Linked DNA regions of Mus musculus: regions 1, 2, 3 and 4 are each linked to region 5. A link is a contact called in public HiChIP or PLAC-seq and promoter capture Hi-C data. All regions are on one chromosome and are shown on one strand. Each heading gives the region's core, a stretch centred on a gene start, on an enhancer-like site or on the middle of the called end of the contact. The rest is flanking DNA. Distances are from core to core; before and after follow the strand shown. Region 1 holds the start of Zfp799 (zinc finger protein 799). Region 2 holds the start of Adamts10 (a disintegrin-like and metallopeptidase (reprolysin type) with thrombospondin type 1 motif, 10). Region 3 holds the start of Zfp81 (zinc finger protein 81). Region 4 holds the start of Zfp811 (zinc finger protein 811). Region 5 holds the start of Zfp563 (zinc finger protein 563).

What was found. Promoter capture Hi-C pulls out the DNA fragments that hold promoters and counts their contacts. HiChIP or PLAC-seq counts read pairs in DNA pulled down with a chosen protein or histone mark.
Region 1: a contact with region 5 is called in a promoter capture Hi-C map of liver, with 2.5 times the contacts expected there. The contact joins the promoter of Zfp799 here to the promoter of Zfp563 in region 5. A contact is called at or near these places in 4 of 39 promoter capture datasets (the C10 cell line, cranial neural crest and liver).
Region 2: a contact with region 5 is called in an H3K27ac HiChIP or PLAC-seq map of T-cell acute lymphoblastic leukemia, with 6 times the contacts expected there. The contact joins the promoter of Adamts10 here to the promoter of Zfp563 in region 5. A contact is called at or near these places in 19 of 39 promoter capture datasets (the 3T3-L1 cell line, 3T3-L1-derived adipocytes, the C10 cell line and 11 more), 1 of 15 datasets of contacts at CTCF or cohesin (the NIH/3T3 cell line), 1 of 484 Hi-C or Micro-C datasets (muscle stem cells), 13 of 115 datasets of contacts at active chromatin or transcription factors (the NIH/3T3 cell line, the SCID.adh cell line, T-cell acute lymphoblastic leukemia and 9 more) and 2 of 9 other capture datasets (adipose tissue and pancreatic islet).
Region 3: a contact with region 5 is called in a promoter capture Hi-C map of liver. The contact joins the promoter of Zfp81 here to the promoter of Zfp563 in region 5. A contact is called at or near these places in 15 of 39 promoter capture datasets (the 3T3-L1 cell line, 3T3-L1-derived adipocytes, the C10 cell line and 9 more), 1 of 15 datasets of contacts at CTCF or cohesin (the NIH/3T3 cell line), 2 of 484 Hi-C or Micro-C datasets (B cells and myocytes), 8 of 115 datasets of contacts at active chromatin or transcription factors (astrocytes, bone marrow-derived macrophages, embryonic stem cells and 3 more) and 3 of 9 other capture datasets (adipose tissue, liver and macrophages).
Region 4: a promoter capture Hi-C map of liver shows a contact between it and region 5, with 3 times the contacts expected there. The contact joins the promoter of Zfp811 here to the promoter of Zfp563 in region 5. A contact is called at or near these places in 4 of 39 promoter capture datasets (the 3T3-L1 cell line, cranial neural crest, hippocampal neurons and 1 more), 1 of 484 Hi-C or Micro-C datasets (uterus) and 2 of 115 datasets of contacts at active chromatin or transcription factors (bone marrow-derived macrophages and embryonic stem cells).

Annotation. Positions count from the first base shown.
Region 1 is chr17:32,827,766-32,832,383 of GRCm38.p6, reverse strand. Zfp799 (zinc finger protein 799) reads left to right here and starts at 2,123. Exons shown (of 4, transcript NM_177359.5): 1 at 2,123-2,295. The coding sequence starts at 2,293.
Region 2 is chr17:33,522,034-33,526,104 of GRCm38.p6, reverse strand. Adamts10 (a disintegrin-like and metallopeptidase (reprolysin type) with thrombospondin type 1 motif, 10) reads right to left here and starts at 2,020. Exons shown (of 25, transcript NM_172619.4): 1 at 1,847-2,020.
Region 3 is chr17:33,356,001-33,360,547 of GRCm38.p6, reverse strand. It overlaps Zfp81 (zinc finger protein 81), which reads left to right and starts at 1,670. Exons shown (of 4, transcript NM_207541.1): 1 at 1,670-1,814. The coding sequence starts at 1,812.
Region 4 is chr17:32,808,038-32,812,242 of GRCm38.p6, reverse strand. It overlaps Zfp811 (zinc finger protein 811), which reads left to right and starts at 2,312. Exons shown (of 4, transcript NM_183177.3): 1 at 2,312-2,461. The coding sequence starts at 2,459.
Region 5 is chr17:33,087,116-33,091,268 of GRCm38.p6, reverse strand. It overlaps Zfp563 (zinc finger protein 563), which reads right to left and starts at 1,902. Exons shown (of 4, transcript NM_001024950.2): 1 at 1,790-1,902. The coding sequence starts at 1,792.

The DNA of each region.
Region 1 (4,618 bases), core at 874-3,373, 260 kb after region 5:
CTCAGTGCTATGAGTTTTCCTCTTAGCACTGCTTTCATTGTGTCCTATAATTTGGGGTAATGTTGTGCTTTCATTTTCATTAAATTCTAAAAAGTTTTTTCTTTATTTGTTCCTTGTCCAAGTTATCATTGAGCAGAGTGTTGTTCAGCTTCTATGGGTATGTCGGCTTTCTGTTGTTTTTGTTGTTGTTGAAGACCAGCCTTAGTCCATGGTGATCTGATAGGGTGCATGAGATTATTTCAGTCTTCTTGTATCTGCTGAGGCCTGTTTTGTGATGGATTATATGGTCAGTTTTGGAGAACATACCATGAGGTGCTGAGAAGAAGGTATATCCTTTTGTTTTAGGATGAAATATTCTGTAGATATCTGTTAAATCTATTTGGTCCATAACTTCTGTTAGTTACACTGTGTCTCTGTTTAGTTTCTGTTTCCATGATCTGTCTATTGCTGAGAGTGGGGTGTTGAGCTTTAGTGAAGTTTCTTTTATGAATGTGGGTACCCTTGCATTTGGAGCATAAATGTTCAGAATTGAGAGCTCTTCTTGGTAGATTTTTCCTTTGATGAGTATGAAGTGTCCTTCCTTATCTTTTATGATAATTTTAGGTTGACAGTCAATTTTATTTGATATTAGAATGGCTACTCCAGCTTGTTTTGGGGACCATTGTCTTGGAAAATTGTTTTGCAACCCTTTTCTCTGAGGTAGTGTCTGTCTTTGACACTGAGGTGCAATTCCTGTATGCAGCAAAATTCTGGATTGTTTATGTATCCAGTCTGTTAGTCTATGTCTTTTTATTGAGGAATTGAGTCCATTGGTGTTAAGAGATATTAAGAAATAGTGATTGTTGATTCCTGATATTTTTGTTGTTTGAGGTGGAATTATGTTTGTGTGGCTGTCTTCTTTTGGGTTTGTTGAAAGAAGATTACTGTCTTGCTTTTTCTAGGGTGTACTTTCCTTTCTTGTGTTGGAGTTTTCCTTCTATTATCCTTTTTAGGTCTGGATTTTTGGAAAGATATTGTGTAAATTTGTTTTTGTCATGGACTATCTTGCTCTCTCCATCTATGGTAATTGAGAGTTTTGCTGGATATAGTAGCCTGGGCTGGCATTTGTGTTTTCTTAGGGTCTGTATGACATCATATTTCTTACTGTCTTAGCTGAAGAATCAAAAAAGGAAAAAAAAATCTAATGAAGGTAGAGATCTCTGTAGAAGAGGCAGTGTAATGTTTGTAAGACCAGAGGAGATGGGTGACTTCAAGAAAACAGTGTTTTCCAGATAAGCAGGGTTGGTGCACATAAGAACTCAGAGAGACAGTGGCTACATGTACAAGACCTACATAAGTTCAATAAAGTTAGACAAAAATCCCAGCCCAGGGAAGGGGAAGTGGTAGCAAAGTCCCACTCCTAATCAAGATGCTAGGAGAGCGAAAATTGTTTTTCCTTAATGGAGTGACACAGGGAACATCAACCACACTCCAAATGAGGCCCCGTATGTGGGAGCAGCTGGCCAACACAAAGCAGAAATTTGTTGTCGCTTGCTTGTTTGATGAGATGATACATGAGGGGGTTTGGAAGACCTGTGCTTTTGAGGAAGGAGGCTGATTATTTTTATTTTTTTCATTTTATTATTTTGTGTGTGTGTGCAGGTATATTTTTCCTGCAGGTATGGTTTGTGCACCCATTGCATGCATGGTGCCCTTGGAGGCAAAAATAGGGCATCAGGCATCAGATCCCCTGGAATTAAGAGTTACAGACAATTGTGAACCACGATGAGGTTCTGGAAAGCCAACCCGAGTTCTCCAGAAGAACTTCAAAGGAGCCATCTCCCTAGCCCCAACCCTTTGACTTTTGCCCTTCTGGGATCATCAAAATATCTTGTGTGGTGATATTGAAACATGAGCTATAAATAAATGTACCAAAAAGGAACGATAAAAGTAGTGCATCTGAGAAAAAACCTTGGTGGGGCCAGGTGCTCTCCAGAGTAGGAACCAGGGTCAACTGTGAAGTCTTCCAGGGAGGAAGGAGATGTTTCTATTGTCACTCAGGATTCAGGAGGCAGGCTCACGGATTGTTGGCCAATCAAGGAGAACGTTTGGTAGCTGTGTGAACTGCCCAATGAGGAGTTTCGGTCTTCGGTGACGTAGAAAGCACAACATTTGGGGTGCCATTGTGTGTCCCCGCCATATTGTCGTCCTGTGTCTTTGACTGCGGCCCCCAGGTCTCTCTCCTCGGTATCTCTGTCCCCCCTACTGACAGCGGGAATCGCAGGAGGTCACCTGGACACCCGGTGACTGGAAATGGTGCGTGCGCAGGCTGTAGGGAGGAGGCTACTGTAAGCGGAGGCGGCAGTGGGGACGCGGCCTTCCAGGGCAGCTGAGTCTGCATCTCATCTGCTCTGCTGGGCCGCGCTGCCCGGGTCCCTCTGGATGGAGCTGGACCAGCAGGCAGAGCTGCGGTCCTGTCCTTTGCTGAGAGCTCAGTGCTGCGGGGTCTCAGGTCAGCTGGGCGCTTGCAGCCTGCGTCTCCGCAGTCTGGGAGGTGTAGGCGGAGAGTCGTGGGGAACCGTGGGTTTGGGCTCTTGTAAGGGGATTTGTAGGAAAACCGCGAGGTGAGCCCGGGTTCTATGCACGTTGTCAAAAAAAAAAAAAAAAAAAAAAAAAAAAAAAAAAAAGTAGGCTGCATTTATGTCTGCTCAGTGTCCCAATTTACTTAACAGTCAGTCATTTCTCAGCCTTTATCGGCTAGGATTTGATGAGTACACCTGGTTATCCTTGAGAGCTGGCCATTGGCAACCACGATGCATTTATCCCTATCTTAAGTATTACTATCAATAGGCAGGTAACACATGACCATTTAACACAATGGTATACAAAGTGCAAGTTACTAAATGGTTAGAAAGGCTGAAAATATAGGAGGTTCTCAAGTTGGAGGCAGAGAACTGGTAAGACTTATCAGTGAGGGTGTAGAATGTCCAATGCACGTTCCGAGCACAGGCTGTTGTTAGAAGGCCTGTTTGAAGTGAGCTGAGGTCCTAGAGCTGGAGTCCTAGGGTAGAGACGGGGCTTTTCCTGTGATAAGTTTTCTGGCTTTTGACAATTGACCCTATGACCCGTCAACCAGCTTGTTGCAGTTTCTATAGTCTCAGGCAGGGGGTTATATCTGGTTAGGCTGGTGAGTTTTATGTGCATGTATATATGATTTGGTATATTGTCAGGCGTCATTATTGAGACAGATTATTAAATTGTGCCTTTATTTGTTCTTTGTTGATATTGATATTCAGAATAAACCAGTGCAGAGTTTTTGCTTAACAAAACAGTCATGTAGGCCAGAAAGCTGATAGTTCCCAAAGCACAGAGTATCCCAGAACAGCCCCACCCCACCCTGTCTTCTCTCACATTTCAGTGACATCCGCTAGTCCTATGAGAACATGCCTATGGGTTTCACTCAAGGGAAGTTTCCTCTAAATTCCATGACTTGTATTCTTAGCCTAAGGATTCTTATAACTCTCAATAAATGCCTGACTTTCCAAACCCTTTTGACATTGCTGGACTTACTGAAAAGGAAAATTCACGTGCATGGCTTGCTCAGATTGGTCCTTATCATAAGTATTACTGGTCACGTGCATGGCTTGCTCAGATTGGTCTTTATCATAAGTATTACTGGTCACGTGCATGGCTCGCTCAGATTGGTTTTTATCATACGTATTACTGGTCACGTGCATGGCTCGCTCAGATTGGTTTTTATCATACGTATTACTGGTCACGTGCATGGCTCGCTCAGATTGGTCCTTATCATAAGTATTACTGGTCACGTGCATGGCTTGCTCAGATTGGTCTTTATCATAAGTATTACTGGTCACGTGCATGGCTCGCTCAGATTGGTCTTTATCATAAGTATTACTGGTCACGTGCATGGCTTGCTCAGATTGGTCTTTATCATAAGTATTACTGCCTTGGATTGTTTCTAAACGTTTTAACATGAAAAAATCTTCATGGGGTAAGACATGACTGGATATGAATGGGCTATTGCAATAGAATAAAGCCCCACATGGAAGATTGAAAAGCTTCCCTACAGATGGCCAGAGGGCTTCTCTTGAAGGAAGTTAAAAACAGTGGTGAATGAAGCATAGAACACCCAAGATACAATTTGCAAAACACAAGAAAATCAAGAAGAGGGAAGACCAATGGGTGGATACTTCGTTCCTCCTTAGAATAGGGAACAAAATACCCGTGAAAGGAGTTATAGAGACAAAGTTTGGAGCTAAGACGAAAGGATGGACTATCCAGACCAGAGACTACCCCACCCGGGGATCCATCCCATAATCATCCACCAAACCCAGACACTATTGCATATGCCAGCAAGATTTTGCTGAAAGGACCCTGATAGAGCTGTCTCTTGTGAGACTATGCCAGTGCCTGGCAAATACAGAAGTTGATGCTCACAGTCATCTATAAGATGGAACACAGGGCCCCCAATGGAGAAGCTAGAGAAAGTACCCAAGGAGCTGAAGGGGTCTGCAACCCTATAGGTAGAACAACAATATGAACTAACCAGTACCCCCAGAGCTTGTGTCTCTAGCTGCAGAGATATGTAGCAGAAGATGGCCTAATTGGCCATCACTGG
Region 2 (4,071 bases), core at 771-3,270, 430 kb before region 5:
TATATTTAAATATATTTAAAATTTAAAAAGACTGATAATGACTCCCTCTAGCCTTAAATATCCCATTTTCACTCAAGGTAGCAGGGTCTCGATGCAATGGCAGGAGACCCAGCCTCCCAACCTCTGACCTTTCATTCTAATCCTACCAGGCAGGAGTAGAACCTGATTCTGGTGCTTAGCTCCTCCCACCCCACCCCCCACCCCCAAGTCAAGCCATCACAATCTTCTATTCTTGAGTTCCCCCTCCCAATAACTAACTGCACAGGCTACCTAGTGGTTCTGGCTCAGATGGGGTAAAACTGGAGGCAGGGTAAAAGGATTCTACTGGGTGAGTGACTGATGGGGTGGCCACACCTGCCCACAGGGTAACAGCTACTGGTAGGAATGATACCAAGATGGGGCTACAGGAGAGACCACAAACAAGTCAGTAGGTCTGGGGCAGACAAAGCCAATCTGAGGATGAGTTACAATTGAGAGGAGTCGCATGTTTGGCTGGGCACAAGATGACACTATGGGTGTGTATATGTATCTGTCTGTCTCTGTCTCTCCTGTGTGTGTGTGTGTGTGTGTGTGTGTGTGTGTGTGTGTGTGTGTGTGTGTGTGTACCTAGGCTTGGCCCCTGTCCCCCAGGCCCCTCCTCTGGCAGGCTGCAGGGAGGCCACTAGCCTGGGGGAAGGGCACAAGTGCTGGAAGAGGGAAAAGCCTCCCGGGAATGTGTGTGGCTCCATCACATCCTGGGGATCCTATAGGGACCAGCACTCCACACCTAGACTTTTGTAGGCTGTGCGGGAAACCCAGCTAAAGAGGTGGAGGCTTCTCAGTGGAGGACAGAGCTTCTTTGGCCAGGCATAGGCAGCCATCAGCCTGAGGCAGCAGGCTTCCTCCAGGCGCTGCACATCTGGCCTGGCTGCTGTGAGCACACAGACAAAAGGACCAGCCAGAGGGGAGGCCTAAGGGGAGGGGCTGCACAGGTCACCACTCCCATTACCACCAACCAGCTGTTAATTAAAGTGTGTCTCCCCCTGGTAGGGAGGCTCCTTGCTTCAGAGTTCTGTGGCATAGATGACCATCTGAGGGGAAGTAGCAGCCCCAGCTCCACTCTCACAGGCAGACACACAAACAAACACAATCACACTCTATAGGGCAACCCACACTTGAATAGCAGGAAGGCCTGGTTCACTAAACCCAAACACACACAACTACATACCTCCACACCTATGTATACAGAAACACATATTTCCACATGGACACCCAGACAGCCCATAAACCCAGACAAACAGGCCTATGTGCACAGTTACACAGTCCAAGACAAGCCACAAGCCTAGCAGCCTATACACGCTCATTTAACACAGAAAGTTAACACACACACATGCACAAGTTTACACATTCATAGCAGGGGGAACTAAGAAATTCTACAAACTCAGACACATATGCATGCAGGCATTTCCACTAATAACACTCCTGAGAAACGCAAATATTCAGAGACAGACACACTTGGCATTTACATGCACGAGAGGCATTTTTCTTACCCTCACTTAGGCAAACACTCAACACACCTCAACAGTCTGCCCACACAGTCGCTCCCAGATGCTGAAAGCCATAAGGTCATACAATCCGCAGAAGCACAACCATTTGGATACGTGGCTGACCTCGACCCCCGCCCCAAACCTGAGCCAACCCAAACAGGCAGTCTGTATCTGCAACACTTAGGGACATTCGGCACCAACACAGCACTCGCACAACGGGATCCGTCCAGCACATCTTGTCCCCGAGACACACAAAGTCACTTATAATCACTGCATTCCGGTGACTGCGCCGCCCAACTGGGTCCCCAGATCGCCAGTACCTGCGTGCCTGGAGCCTTCGGTCCGCTGTAGACGCACAGACTCACCGCCCGGCGCACAGGAAGGGAGGGAGCAAGCGCCCGGTGGCGTGGCCGGGGGAGGGGGCGCGGGAAGGCACTCACTTCCTGAGCAGCCTGCCAGGGTTATTAAAAAAAAAGAAAAACCAAAAAAAAAAACCCAAACCCCGCCCGCCGCTGCTGCTGCTTCCGCCGCCGCCGCCGCCCAGGGCCTCAGGCTGGACCCAAGCCAAGGACCCCGGAGCCCGGATTACCCCGCCTCGCGAAGGGCGCCCGTGTGGGTGGAGATGCTGAGGAGGAATTTGGGATGGGAGTTGGAGAAGGTTGGGGGGGGGGGTACGGGAGAGGGGAGGCTGGGGGCGGAGATAGAAGAAGGCAGGGGGTGTGAAGGGACAGAGGTGGAGAGTGGGGGAGGAGTGGACGCACACAGTAGGGGGATGGGGGGGAGGACGGAAAGGAGGGGTTAGGCGGGAAATTGTGAGGGAGGAAAGTTTGAATAGAAAGAGGTGGAGGAGATGGGGGTCCTGGAGAAAGGGGCAAAATTGAGTTGGGGGCTAGCGAGGGGGTTGAGACAAGGGGAGAGCCCAGTGCCTTGCCTCCGTTAGCCGAGTCAACAACAGCTGTTATTTATTGAGGGCTGGTCCTTGCTCAAGCAAACATTTATTGGGCGCCTCTCCGTGTGCCAGGCATGGTGCCCGAGGCTGAGTGAATAAATCTGAGTTGGGTCCCAGCCTTCACAAAGCTCCGGTCCGGGGGCTTTGATCTGCTTTGGCTCTGCTTTTGAGTTCACTTGCTTTAACTCTCTAGCAGTGAAGAGGACCTAGTCAGTTCCATTTTACAGATGTGAAAACTAAGTCCAGCCAGGGGGGCGTCATGATCATCTTTGGGACACAGTGTTTAAATCTACGAGGAGTTTGTACATGCAGGAGATGACCAGTGCAGTGGAGCAAAGCTGGGATTCCAACCAGCTTCAATCCAGGCCTGATTGTGGGAGTGTTCTACACCATTACCCCTGGTCTCAGAATTCCAAGATTGGCCCCCACAGTGGGCTTTGGCCTTGGCCTTGACCGACTCTGATTCTAGGTTTTCTTATCCTTAGAAATGGGGTAATGACAGCCTTTGTAGGGAGCAGGGGAGGAAGAGGGGTGGTTGTGGGAGGGAGCAGGAGAGTTTCAACCACAAACATTCCCTCTGTTCTGAGTTCAGCTAGGGATACAGGTAGTTCTCTGTCTCTACGTTGAACTTAGTCTTGAACTTGGAAATGGCATGTTAAGGGCTCATGCACTGTACGAAAAATTCCTATGGTGCCCGAACCCTCCTGCCCGGACCCAACTTCTCTGGACACCCTGCCAGACCAGAGGGGCTGTTAACTTTTACATACTGCAATCCCTAGAACCCATACCCACCCCTGGCCTCCACTAACCGAACTGCCCCTTGGGCCCCTTGGCCTGAGGCACCTGCCTTTGCTTTCTCAGGTTGTACTTCTGCTGTGGCTCCAGCCACCTGTCCCCAGTCTAGGGATGGCTTCCACACTCACCGTGAGAAGATTTTCAGGACCATTTGGAGCTGGGTGGCTTCAAACTAGATTCCAGGTCCTGCTACTTACCAGCTTTGAAACCTCATTCCTCAATTAATAAGTAAATCTTAGTGTCCCCCCCATCCCACCCCCTTCTACCTTAGTCCCAGAGGGTTTGGAGGGAGTGGGGAGAGAGCCTCCTTTTCCTGCCAGTGTTGGACTCAGCCCTTGGAGGGTGGTAAGAGCGACATGATGCTTTGTCCTCGGTGAGCTCCCTTGGGACTTTTGGTTTCATATATTTTAACTTATTTATATTTTGTGTACATATGTGCATGTGTTGGGGGGCTGCGCGTAGAGGACAGAGATTGATGGATTTCTGTTCAGACAATCTGAAATGACATTTGTTGTGGTTAGTTGTGTGTGTGTGATGCTTTTTTATTAGGGCTGAGGAAATACACACAGAGAAAGACACACAGAGAAAAAGACCCCCAGGAAACGAGAGCGGGGTGGGGGATGGGAAAAGCCAAACCCTGAGCCCAGGTTCGTGTGTTTATGAGGCAAGTGCTTTATCCACGGAACCATCTTCCTGGTCTTTCAATTTGATTTATTCTTCTTTTAAAGATATTTATTTTTATTTCACAGGTATGAGGTTTTGCCTGCTTTTATGGCTGCTCATCACGTGTACACAGTGCCT
Region 3 (4,547 bases), core at 421-2,920, 270 kb before region 5:
CAATAAAAATAAAATAGGCTGAAAAAATTATGCCTACATACATACACTATATTCTCTTTATTTGTGTCTTAACAAGATCTTGGCAGATTTCAGAGCTTAGCTATTTTTGAGCAGTGCTATAATAAACATTAATGTGCATTTCTCTTTAAGATTTATTTATTGTGTATACAGTATGTATGCATATATGCTTACAGGCCACAAGACAGCACCAGATCCTATTATAGATAGTCATGAACCACTGTGTGATGGCTATAAGTTGAACTCAGGACCTCTGGAAGAGCAGCCAGTGCTCTTAACTTCTGAGCCATCTCTCCAGTCCATGTCCATTCATTTCTTATGTATAGTAAAATTCTTTCCTTTCTCTTTCCTAGCAAAGGGTGCTGGTTTTAGTTTGTGACCTTTAGTTTTGAGGTTTTGTTTGTTTGTTTGTTTGTTTTCAGAATGGTTTCTGTGTGTCCCTGGCTGTCCTGGAACTCTCTTTCCTTCCTTCCTTCCTTCCTTCCTTCCTTCCTTCCTTCCTTCCTTCCTTCCTTCTTTCTCTCTCCTCCTCCTCCTCTTCCTCTTCCTCCTCCTCCTCTTCCTCTTCCTTTTCTTCACAATGACCTTTAACTTCTTGCCTCCAAAGTCCTGTAATTAAAGGTCTGTACCACCATGCTAAACAATTTTAAGTTGTTTTTGTTTGTTTGTTCTTAGAAATCTTCATACTTTATTTTTGTGTCTGTATTAATTTACATTCTCTCTTAAAAGTTATAATGACTCTTTCTCCTATATCTGGTTTCATATATACTTCTTTTAAAATTTTAAGATTATTTTTATATGTGTATGAATGTATGTATGTGCACCATGTGAGAACCTGGTGCCTGTGAATTAAAAAGGTGATGAAGCTCTTGGAGTTAAGATGTTTTCAAACGATCGTGTGGATGATTGAAAGCAATCCCAGGGCCTCTGTAAGAGTAACAAGTGCTCCACATCTTAATATTCAGAAGTGGGACAGTGTATTCTACAGCCACATTGAAGTTCTAGCCGAAATAAACCAAATCCACAAACACTATTTCTAGGAGTTTGGTGAAATGCATCTCTAATCTTAACCACCGCACAAGTTCTTCATGTTGAAGATATATTCTGAATTCAGCATTCTCTGTACGTTATAAAACCCAAACACTGTACAGTAAGCAGCGTAATGACCACCTATAGTACAAGCCCAAAGAAGCGCTGGTGAGATGGGTTGGTTGGTAAAATGCCTGATTATCCTTCATGAGGATCTGCGTTTGGATCCCCAGAACCCACGTAAAAAGCCGGCCAAGCCTCTATCGCTAAAACTGGAGGTAGGGATGTGTGTCATTGGCTTTGTCCTAATGTCACTGAGTCCTGAATGTTCACAAAAAAAGTAGTGTGAGTAAGCGGAAAGGCACGAGGAACTCACACGAAGAACTAAATGTGTGCTCTAAAAACCCCGAAGTATATTCTCTTTAAATAGAATGACACCAAATATACTCCGGGTTTACTCCAGGGGTTTGGGGGAGCCAGAGTTAGGGAGGTTCTGTAGTCAGTTTGCCGGGTGAGTTCCATTTAAACGCGCTGAAAAGAGTTAAAGAGGCGGGTCGGTACCGTTCACCAATCAGGGACGTTGTTACTTTCCTGCATGAACTGCCCAATGAGGAGCATGGATAGTCAGAGGGTGCCGCCATTGCCGCCCTGTTTGAGTCCTGTGTAGCTCCAGGGAGGCAGGTGGTGACTTGGCCTGAGTCGCTGTCCCTTCTGCTGATTGTAGGCCCTTTAGGAAGCACACTGCTCGCGTGTGAAATCAGGAAATGGTGAGTGTGCCCTGTGTTCCTGGAGTCGTGCGTGGCACGTTGGTGACATCGCGGAGGCTTTGTCCCTGTGTGGTGCCGCGGCACTGACGTTCGCCTGATTCTGTGCAGGAGTCTGTCACCCGCGCCCTCTCACCCACGTGCGTTTTAATTCCGTGCAGAGCAGGCAGCGGGGAGCCTGGGGTCTGGTCCTGTCGGTCCGGCCCTGCCCTGCCCCGCCCCCCTTCTGAAGCAGTGTCTTCTAGTCCGCTGTGCTCTCGGGTGAGACAGCGCCTCTCCAGACTGCATCGCTGGCGAGTTGGCGTGATGCTCTGTAGCATTTAGACTGTTGTGAGGGGCTTTGATAAACGCTGTTCGTTCCTTCCTTCCTTCCTTCCTTCCTTCCTTCGTGGGCATCGAACCTCAGGCTTTGCTCATTCTAGGCAATCCTTTTACCAATGAACTGTAAACCTATCCCGCATCCTGGTTTTTGCTGTTAGCGTTAATGCAGGAGGATTTGTTTGCTCCCTCTGGGCTGAGAGTGGGAGGAATGCTCCGGCTTGCAAGGAAGAGAGGATTTTCAATTTGCTTCAAAATTGTTTGGATTCACCAACCAATTGGGCAATTAATTGTCTAGGCACAGGTGAAATTTGGGGGAATTTTTTTTTTCTTCTAGCATTGCTGGCTGTAAAAAAAAAAGCATGAGATGGGATGAATAATTTAATTGTAAAAACAAACAAAAACGTGGTAGATTCTTTGGCTGTGGACTTGAACAGAAGGGATGAGAGGGTTATATCTGTTTCTATCTCATCGTTATGAATATTCGTAAGTTGTTTATATCCTCTTGATTTAATTTTAGCTTGTTGTATGCGACTCAGAATCAAACCATTTCTTGCATATATTTCTTTTCCTCGTGGGGGGTATTTTTTTCAAAATACTACCAAATGGTCCACTGCTTTTCTTTTTTCCTGTCTTTTTTTTTTTTAGTCTCTTGCAACCTCCCCTAATTTATGACTTTATTAATTTGTCTCTTCCCTCTTTTTTGTTAGCTTGACTACAGTTTTGCCTATTTTACTGTTTTTTAAAAGAACCATTTCTGAGATTGACATTGACTGTGTGTATTCTTTGAGTCAATTTCAATAATTTTTCAACTTATTTTTTACTTCTTGCTGTCTTTTGCTCTTAAGTCTGACATTTTGTTGTTTTCCTAAGACCTTGTGTTTGAGCCATTAAGTTGAACTATTTATTCGGCATTCTGAATTCTCAGTGTGTGTATGGGAAGCCGCGGTAGCTTTTTTGGCTCTAAATTGAAGATGAACTTGGAGGGTAACCAGAGGAAAATTTAATCGAGTTTTTGAGGTTGAGAGGGGGAAAGCAGAAAACAGGGCAGGCAAGCTTTAAATATTGGCATTTGTGGTTAGGCGAGAAAACAAAACAAAAGGATGCCTTTTAAGTTCAACATGGAGATCAGAGAAACAGTGAGGAAGCCAAGGGTGTTAAGGAAAGCATATTTTCTAAGTGTTGAGACTTGGATTTGAGTTCAGAGGGGACCTGATTTACAGGGTCTTGTTTCATACACGGAAGGATTACACCAGAGACAAAGTCTGAGAAAATGTGATCCATGACATGTTGTGAGACATTTGCAAAACATCCAGTTTATATACCAGGAGCTTTTCTTGAGCGCGCCCCAGTAAGAAAGGGCTTAAGATCTTCCTTTGCTGACTGGCTTCTTTCTTATGTTAATCTTCAGGTTGCTTTTTGTTTTATTTTGTTTTTACTCCTATTTTGCATTTGTATGTAAACATTTGTAGCTATGAGAGGTATGAATGAGCTTACCTCTTGCTACTGTCTTGTTTTCCCACTTGAAAATAGATTTTCTACCTATATATTTATATATCCTGATTGTGGTTTCTTCTCCCTTTCCCATCACAGTTCCCTTTCTGATTCTCATTAGGAAAACAAACAAAAACAACAACAACAACAAAAAAAAAACAAACCAGGTTTCTAAGGTAGAATAATAAAATGTAGTAAGATAACAAAAATTAACATATCTAAATTGGACAAAACAAACAGAAGGAAAAGAGCCCAAGAGAACACACAAGAATCAGAGACTCACTCCCATGCACACTCAGGAATCCCAATGAAAAACTGGAAACCATAATATATGCAGACCTGTGCAGGCCCTATGCATACTGCTTCAGTCTCTGAGTTCAGACTCAAGTAGATTTTAGATGGCCTTGTTTTCTTCATGTTCTCCATCTGCCCCCCCCCCCCCGTCTTACACTCTTTCTGCTTCCTCTTCCAAAGGGTTCCCTAAAATCTGGGGGACTACACAGACCCCTTCAACTCCTTGGGTGCTTTCTCTAGATCCTCCATTGGGGGCCCTGTGTTCCATCCTATAGATGACTATGAGCATCCACTTTTGTATTTGCCAGGCACTGGCATAGCCTCATACGAGACAGCTGTATCAGGGTCTTTTCAGCAAAATCTTGCTGGTGTATGCAATAGTGTCTGGGTTTGGGTTTGGTGGCTGATTATGTGATGGATCCCCGGGTGGGGTAGTTTCTGGATGGTCCATCCTTTTGTCTTAGCTCCAAACTTTGCCTCTGTTACTCCTTCCAAGGGTATTTTGTTCCCTATTCTAAGGAGGAATGAAGTATCCACATGTTGGTCTTCCCTCTTCTTGATTTTCTTGTGATTTGCAAATTGTATCTTGGGTATTCTAAGTTTCTGGGCTAATATCCACTTATCAGTGAG
Region 4 (4,205 bases), core at 1,063-3,562, 280 kb after region 5:
ATTGGAACATACTACTGGTGTAATGTGAGTCTATTTCCAGGCCATGGTCACTCATTTGCCTCCAGAATAAATTATGTCTTATCCCTTTTGAAGTAAGCATTGTATTTTTTTTTTTTTTTTTTTTGCCTTGGCACATTGCTGAAAGGGGTAGAAGTCTCTCGTAGCAATTGAGTGGAAAGTTAGTCTAGATCTGTCTAGATTTCTCTGAGGACACACCTGTCTGCAGTCACCTCTCTCTAACCTCAAAGTTGGTGCTGTAATTCTCCATGCTAGTGAGGCTTGTTTGACAAGCACCCAGCTATGATTCTCACTCAAAGGAGTTGAGTAGGCTCCTTACTTAAGTGAGAACTAGGAAATTGACAAGCAGCCTAGTGAGATTCTGTAATTCTCACTATAATATGCTGATAGGAAAGAGGACACTGAAGCAGATTGCTCCTTGAGACCACAAGATTTAGTGCCAGGGAGACTGTGATGTGGTCTAAATTTCCTAGGTCTCTCTCTAAGTTTCTTGGCCTGTCATTCTCTAAACAGCACATTTAGGGAGTTTGATTACAAGCCCTAACCTAACCCTAACCTTCCTACAACATGAGGTGTCTCAGAATCAGCTCTGAGAAATAAGCTACCCAAGATGGGGGAGAGTTACCTTGTCTCTAGGCTCTTCTTTCCAGAGAACCTGTTGGAAAGTCACAGACATCTCAGTAGGGTGCCTGAAATACTGCAGGGAAATGTAGGCTGATTAACTCCTAGCTGAAACCCAATACTTCCACAAAAGAAATTATCAGGATCCCTGTGCAACCAGATCCTAGACCACTAAGGACTTCGAATGGCATATCTTGTATAATGGGTTTGCGGCAGCCATCTTTCTTCCCTCCAAGTCACACGTTAAAAGACTTCTTCCTCCAAGTGCAGGATCACCTCTTCCTCCAAAGCCTTAAAATGGATACCGCTGCCCTTTCTGAGTAGTCTCTTTATTTCCTTCCCTTTTAGGCCCCACTGTTGTATTTGACATTAACCTGACAGAAATGAATGTTTTCTTAAAAGAGCCTTTAGCTTTAACAATATTGAAACAGTGAATTCCAAGAAATTGAGATTTCTCTGGGAATCTGGTATTGGGAGAAGAAAACCCTGGGCCAGAGCTGATGCTCATCTCCTCCAGGAAAGGGATGAACAACCTCACAGAGATGGTGACAGTCCAGTAATGGGTGGCATCACCCCTCATCCTGGACTGCTTAGTATGCCCTGGGCTTTAACTTAAACTTCAGTCTCACTTTAGTAACCCCAAGATAGACTAGTGGGGAATCACTGGGTCTTTTTGTTCCTCTTCCCAACATAGCCACATTGCATAAATTTCTTCTTTTCTGGTTTTCCCTACTAATTTGCATGTTTGTCTTCACGAGGTTGGGTGGCTGAACCTGGCTTCTTATAGACTGTGACCTCAAGTTTAGTAACAGCCATCAGGAACAATCTGACTCAGTGTCTCTCTTGCATTTGACCCTTGTATATATCTGCATGGACAAGCTGAACTGTACAGCACCTCCTGTCCAAACATTGACTATTTGGAGTCAGATAATAGTGTGCTTGTGGAACACACCAGAAGTCACTGGGTCAAATTAAACACTGGATCCTTGTTAAAGCGTGAGGACTTTGCTGGTATGTTTGACCTCTTTCTATAAATTCCACTTTCTGTATGCCTTCAATAATTTCATTCCTTCATATGTTTTCTATGCTATTGACTGAATATAGGTAGCCTCCATCCCTCCCTCACACACACTCTCTCTGTGTCTGTCTCCCTCCCTCCCTTACTCCCTCTCTCCCTCTCCCCTCTCCCCTCTCCCCTCTCCCCTCTCCCCTCTCCCCTCTCCCCTCTCCCCTCTCCCCTCTCCCCTCTCTCTCCTATTCCAGACCTGGTATGCCTTTTGTCTTCTATGGTGCGATGGGGCTGTTTCCATAGACACCGAGTCTGGAATCCCTCTGTGCTTCTGTAACCCCATCAGAAAGGGGAGGAAGCAAGAATTGCCCGCTGAGCAAGTGTTGGGTCAGGAAAGCTGGGACAGGGCTCTGCTTCTGCCCTTTCCCACTGTGGGGCCAGTGAGGATCTAGGAAAGTACTCTATGCAGTCTGGGTAGGCTTGAACCTAAAATTTCTAATTTGAATCTCAATGTGGTAGGTGAGTGTGCTCCTCCAGTCGCTAAAGCTTTAGGAGGCGGGTCTGTGGATTGATGGCCAACCAGGCAAGTTGTTTTGGGATGCATATCCAATGAAATATCCAGGCATTAGGAAGATGGCCGCTACGTATCACTGAGACATCCCCTTTTGGTCCCCGCCTTATTTGGGGATCTGGATTGTTAGCATCTGTACAGGGAATCTCCAGGTCTCTCTCTCTCTCTACTCCATTTCTGCCTCACCTCCACTGACTGCAGGAACTACAAGAGGACACTAGGACATCATGTCTCTGGAAATGGTTCGTGCGGGCGATTGTGGCAGTGGGGTACAGCTCTCGTCTGCAGAGGGGTCTCTCTGACTCTGATGAGCCTCAGAGCGGGATCCTCCGGGTGGAGCTGGTCCAGGCTGCCCTGTCTCTTGCTGAGCGCTCACTGAAGCAGACACATCTGGTCTCTCGCAGTGCCAGGTCTAGGCAGAGTGGGTGGTGGTGGCAGAGGGTGGTGGAGACTAGGTACTCGGGTTGGGGGTTCTGCACCAGAGGAGGTAAGAGGTGTGTTGACCCCCGGATCTTGTGCATGTTATTCTGAAACATACAGAGACATGGATCTTTTTTACACTGTCACGATTTATTAAATAGCCAATAAATTCTTTTTCCTTGACTACAGTTTTCCAAGTAAGCCCGATTTTGCCTTCTTTCTGGCCGTGGGCAGCCACTGCTCTTTTATTCCAATCTTAATCACTAACATTAAACCACATATTAACATTTCACACAATAATGAACCAAAACACAGGTTGCAGAATGGTTAAGAAAGTGTTAGAAAGGCTTGAAAGCACACAAAGCTTTACTGGAGTCCAGGCATTGGAGCTAATACGGGGACAAAGAGGGCTGTTGAGGATCGAATAATTCTCATCGATCAACTAAGCCGGAGAAACTGCGAGGACAAAGGCGGGAGGGAGTCCTTGCCCACGGTTATTCCCCTTCTCTTGACAGCTGACCCTGTGATCACTGCCTGTGTGCCACACTCTGGTTTTGGGGTGCTCCTTGTAGAAATTCAGGTGAGGGGTTGCATATATTGTGGTTGATAAGCTCATGCGTCTAGTGTTTTTGATAAAATTTGGTACATTTTCAGGAGTTGTTTACTGATGTCACTTTGTGCCTTCTGGAGTGCTGGCAAATAGTAGCTCTTTTTCCTCTATGAGATCTTATGCTTAAAACTCGAGCAAATCAGATTAACGTTGTTGCTGAACACAATGGAGCCATTCTAGGTTTGGCATAACCTGCAACATGAACTAACTACAAGCAGCCCGCCCCCACGCCCCCCTCCACCCCCCCCCACCCCCCCCACCCCCCCCCACCCCCCGCCGTCTTTTCCTTGTCTCATTTCAGTGGCACCTGCTTTTCCAATGAGCCTTGCAGGTTGCTCTAGTCTCATCCTGTCGCTGCAGTAACATACTGACTGAAGGCAGCATGGCTCGTGAGGAAAGGGTTCTTTTGGCTTATTATTTTCAGGTCACAGTTCATCATTGAAGGAATTCAGAGGGAAAGCTCAGGCAAGCACTTGAAGCAGACACCATGGAGGAATGCTGGCTGGCTTATAAACTCATGCTAAAATAGCTTTCTTATACAGCCCAGGACCCCCTGCCTAGGGAAGGTTCTTTTCATCATAGACTGGGCCTTCCCACATCAATTAACTATCCACATGCTAATCTGATCCAGACAATTTCTCAATTGAGATGCTCTTCTCAGATAACTATAGACTGTGCCATGTTGACAGTTGAAGCTAACCAGGATGCAGATTCAAGGGACTCTTCCTCCAAATTCCCTGACCTGTACTCTTAGACTAAGGATTCTTAGGACTGGCATTGAATCCCTGACTTTCCAAGTCCTCCTAACATTGTCCGACTCATAGAAAGGGAGAGCCATATATACCTGGGATGGACAGGGTTGGCCTCTGTCAAAATTGTAATTGATGTGGTTTGTTTCTAAATATTGTTTGAAAACGGAAGTCCTGATGGAGGTAAGCCATGACAGTGTTGTGAAT
Region 5 (4,153 bases), core at 653-3,152:
AGACACAAGAAGGTATTTACAACAACATATAATGGTGAACTCGAACTATAATCGCAATATATAATGAGTCAGTTTCTGTCTCAATGCCATGGTGCACCACACTCACCTTTCTTCGTGGGCTGATGTGAAGTCACATAGCTGCTATATGATGAGATTATATGAGGTGAATGATGCACTAGCAGAGCTGCATATGTCATGATGTTACTCAGATCTACCCACAATTTAAAGTTACAAATATTTACGTCTAGAAGACTTCATTTAATGTTTTCAAACACCTGTTAAACTGAAACTCCAGAATCTATACCGAAAGTAAGTAGTTTGACCAGAAGATACTAGCCATGCTCAAAGCTCACAAAACTTGGGTAGAGTTGTCTAAAACCCTCTGGGAGATGAAGCAAATACTTTAGTTGTCATGTATTGAGCAACTGTCCTTGTGACTGCCACAGAGCTATCCTGTATGCAGGTGACTCTTTATCTGTGAGGTCTTAAGGGTAACCCTTCTTCCATGGACTTTACTGTTAAAGACTGCAGCAGCCTCACTCCCTCAATTTCCCTGGGCTTTTTCTGCTTTGTGGGGTCTGTGATACCTCTGCTCCTACCATACAATTTTGCCTTGGCTTTAGGAGTGCTGGAGAGATTTCTTGGAATATACAGGGGGGAAAAATCTACTCTTCTTTCTATTCTGTGGACCTGGAGTATTAGAACCGTATACTGAGATTTCTTTCTGTCGTCTCATCAGTAGGCAGAAGGGAAACACTGACTCATTTAAGCACAACAGGGTGAAAAGAGATTTACTGTGGCCTTAGTCAGCCTCAAGGTTATTTAGTACCCTGATCTGCCTCCCCTACATTAAATTCTTCTGTATCAAGGGCACGGCATGTTGATGTATTCCTATAACCTTATCACTTAGGAGGCTGAGGAAGGACTGTTACTTTGTGTCCAGCCTGGGCTACATAATGAGATTTTTTGTCTTAAAATAAAACAAACAAAAATATATCACCATAAACAACATGAACAAAATAACCCATGCTTTTGCAAATACAGGAAGGAAAGCTTTGAAGCTCTGCAAACTGCCTTTCAGGTCATTTTCCCACATCTTTCGTGGATATCACCAGGCTTCCTTCTAGCCCATTCTACAGGTAAGGTGGCTTAGTCATCACTTGCTATTCTCCTCAAAGCATACTTTATTATATTTTAGAATGGTTGGGCAGAGTTCTTTTCTGCAGCGATAGACGATAGACTGTAACCTGGACTTGTGAAGTAAATAAACCATATTTTCAAGTTACTTTTTTTTTTTCCTCTTTGAGACAGGGTCTATGTCCTAACTGGCCTTCAATTCGTCATCATGTCGTATGGGCTGGTGTAGTGGTCATGTGTTAACATGCCCATCTACCTGTACTTTACAGGAGGCGTCTCGCTGAGGAGACAGAAGTACAGGATTCTGCAAGAGATGGGGCTGCCCGCCGGGGTCCTGCCACCTAGAGTGCAGAGAAACCCTGAGTCCCGCAGCACCCAAAGCAATGTAGGACTGAGGATGTAGGACTGAGGCATCTACCCGGGGAACACCCGGCGCCCCTTACATTGCCCCGACGTTCGCCTCGTCTGCTCCCGGGCCCTCTTGTAGTTTCAAGAAGGCTCCAGAGGTCAGCTGTCCCGGAGCCAAAGAGGCTTAACCGTACCCGCTGCCCTCTCAGCTGACCAGACCGTGCCAGGAAGAAAGATGGCGGGTGAGGCATATCCGCTTTCTGCCGGCGTTCCTGATTGGACAGCTGGCCGTAAGGACACTTACCATAGCTGAGCCCAAGGCTTGCTGGGGCCTTAGGAATGATCCTGGTGTTGGCAGCCACACAACACGGACCCTGAACGGATACCTGTGACTCCCTCAGCTGGCAGAACTCTATCACCACAATAGTCTGGCAAGTAAGAGAAGGCCGGTGAGGAACGTCCGCTTCACCAATCGGCGCTTCTGATTGGATAGCTCGTGCTGTGCTCCGTGGTACTAATTGGATAAGCGATCAGACACCCCCCCCCCAACCCCCCCACCCCCCCCCCCCCCACACACACACACATTAGAGCTTGGTGGTAAACTCTTAATTTAATAAGTGGGGCACACATGCCATATTGCAGCCAAAGCTCTCATGGCCCGGGCAGAAATCCACTCTTTTTTCTTTTTTTTTTTCTTTTTTTTTTTTGTTTTTTGTTTTGTTTTGTTTTTCGAGACAGGGTTTCTCTGTATAGCCCTGGCTGTCCTGGAACTCACTTTGTAGACCAGACTGGCCTCGAACTCAGAAATCTGCCTGCCTCTGTCTACCAAGTGCTAGGATTAAAGGTGTGCACCACCACGCCCCGCATCCGCTCATCTTGATAACTGCATTTAAAAAGAATTTAGACTTGGTTTTTCCAAAGAAGAGCTTTCCCACTTCCCCCTGGAAACTAAGTCTGGAGTCTGCTTATTTAAAGTCAGATTTAGTTAGTGTACCATGGACAGAACCTTAGAGAAAGGGTACCTAGGCCTGCCACAGAGATAAAGGGATACCCAGCCAGGGCAGGTCCACTGGTCTAATGTCACCCATGAGAAACTTGAGATGATGTAGTCTGCATGATAGCAAAAGCTTTCCCCTTCCTTTTCACTCAGTCCATACATTTTTCAGCCAAGAAAAGAGAAATATACCAAGAGAATATACCAAGAGAAAACAGTTATGAATATGAAAAGTGCGGTTACATAGTAGCAGTCATAAGGTTCTCTAGGGACACAGGAATCAGTTCGTTTGCTCTGCCAATTAAAGCATTTTTATTCAAATTTTAAAGAAAAAATCCCAGGGAAGCAAAGTTGTAAGTCACTGCATCTGCTGGGATAGGGACCATTGCCTGGGAACAGGCACTGCAAGTTCAGCAACATGGAATAGATATATTTACCCCAAAAGATGGGCCTATCAGTTTTCCTGTCTTTGTTCAAACTGAACATCCCTAAGTTAGAAAGACTCTTCAAAGTTTCCGGATCTCTGCCTTTCTGTGTCCCCACCCCCCACCCCACCCCCACCTTCTTGTACATTTGTTTCTTTACTACTAGGAAGAGCTGTTCTTTAGTTGATTCTGCCTGCAGGGTCTGAGATTTCCCCTGTTGCTACCTGTTGCGCTGAGATTTTTTTTTTTTTTTTTTTTTACTCTTAATTCTTTAAGTGGCAGAGAAAACAAACCCTATCAAGATGGTAACAAACACGTATTTAGTAGGTTATGACCACTATCTGAAATTTTTTTAAAAAAAGTTATATCTGTCTCAGTTCATGGGTCAGAAAGGTGAGCTGACCCATCTGAACCTCAGAGAGGCTGATATGGTCTACACTAGGGAGTAGGAATTCGGTTAGGAAAAACAGCATCTTGTTAAAGGGATAATTTTCTGCATACGTCTTTAGCACAACTTAAGGTGAGCCCACCTTCCTAGGAATGTTCCTAACTTTCAGAGGTATGGTCCCCTGGTCAGGTTATTGACAGGCCCAAGTGAATTAACTTTTATATTTTAGATAGCTTGGAATGTTAGGCCAGAGATTTTATTTCATTGACCAGAGGAACTAGGTTTTTTTTTTTTTTTCCTAGTAGTCCTTTATTGCTGCTGTCCAGTTCTAAACAGTAGCCCTAATATTATTTAGGAAATGGGCTGAAATTGGATGTGTTGAGCATTTAGATCTGTAAAGTCCAAAGCTGTTCACCACAAGAGGTTAATGACATCCGGGTGGGAGTTTTCATTTTCACCCTTACATATACTCTTCAAAGTAGGGGGCTCACTTAGGGGAAGGTAAGAAACCAGATTCCCTTCCAGCATTCCTGACTCAAGACCTAAGGACATCACTGATGCTTTGGAACTAGGAGTTGGATAGCTCCTTGGCTGGCAGACAGACAAGGGAACGAGGCTTTAGATAAATTAATAGATTTTTCACTTAAACATTTAAGGTGAATAAATTCCTGACTGGTCTCCCTCTCCAAGACAAAGACTTTAGTGGACTTTTCTCCACCATCTGTGACCAGAACCTCTCCAGCATCCGGAACCTGAGAGGGTGAGGAGAGTTGAATGCCAAGATTAGCATCTTTGTTTCCTTTCCTCTCTTATTATGTATCCTTGGCTGTCCTGGGAGTTCCTTTGTGGAACAGCTTGCCT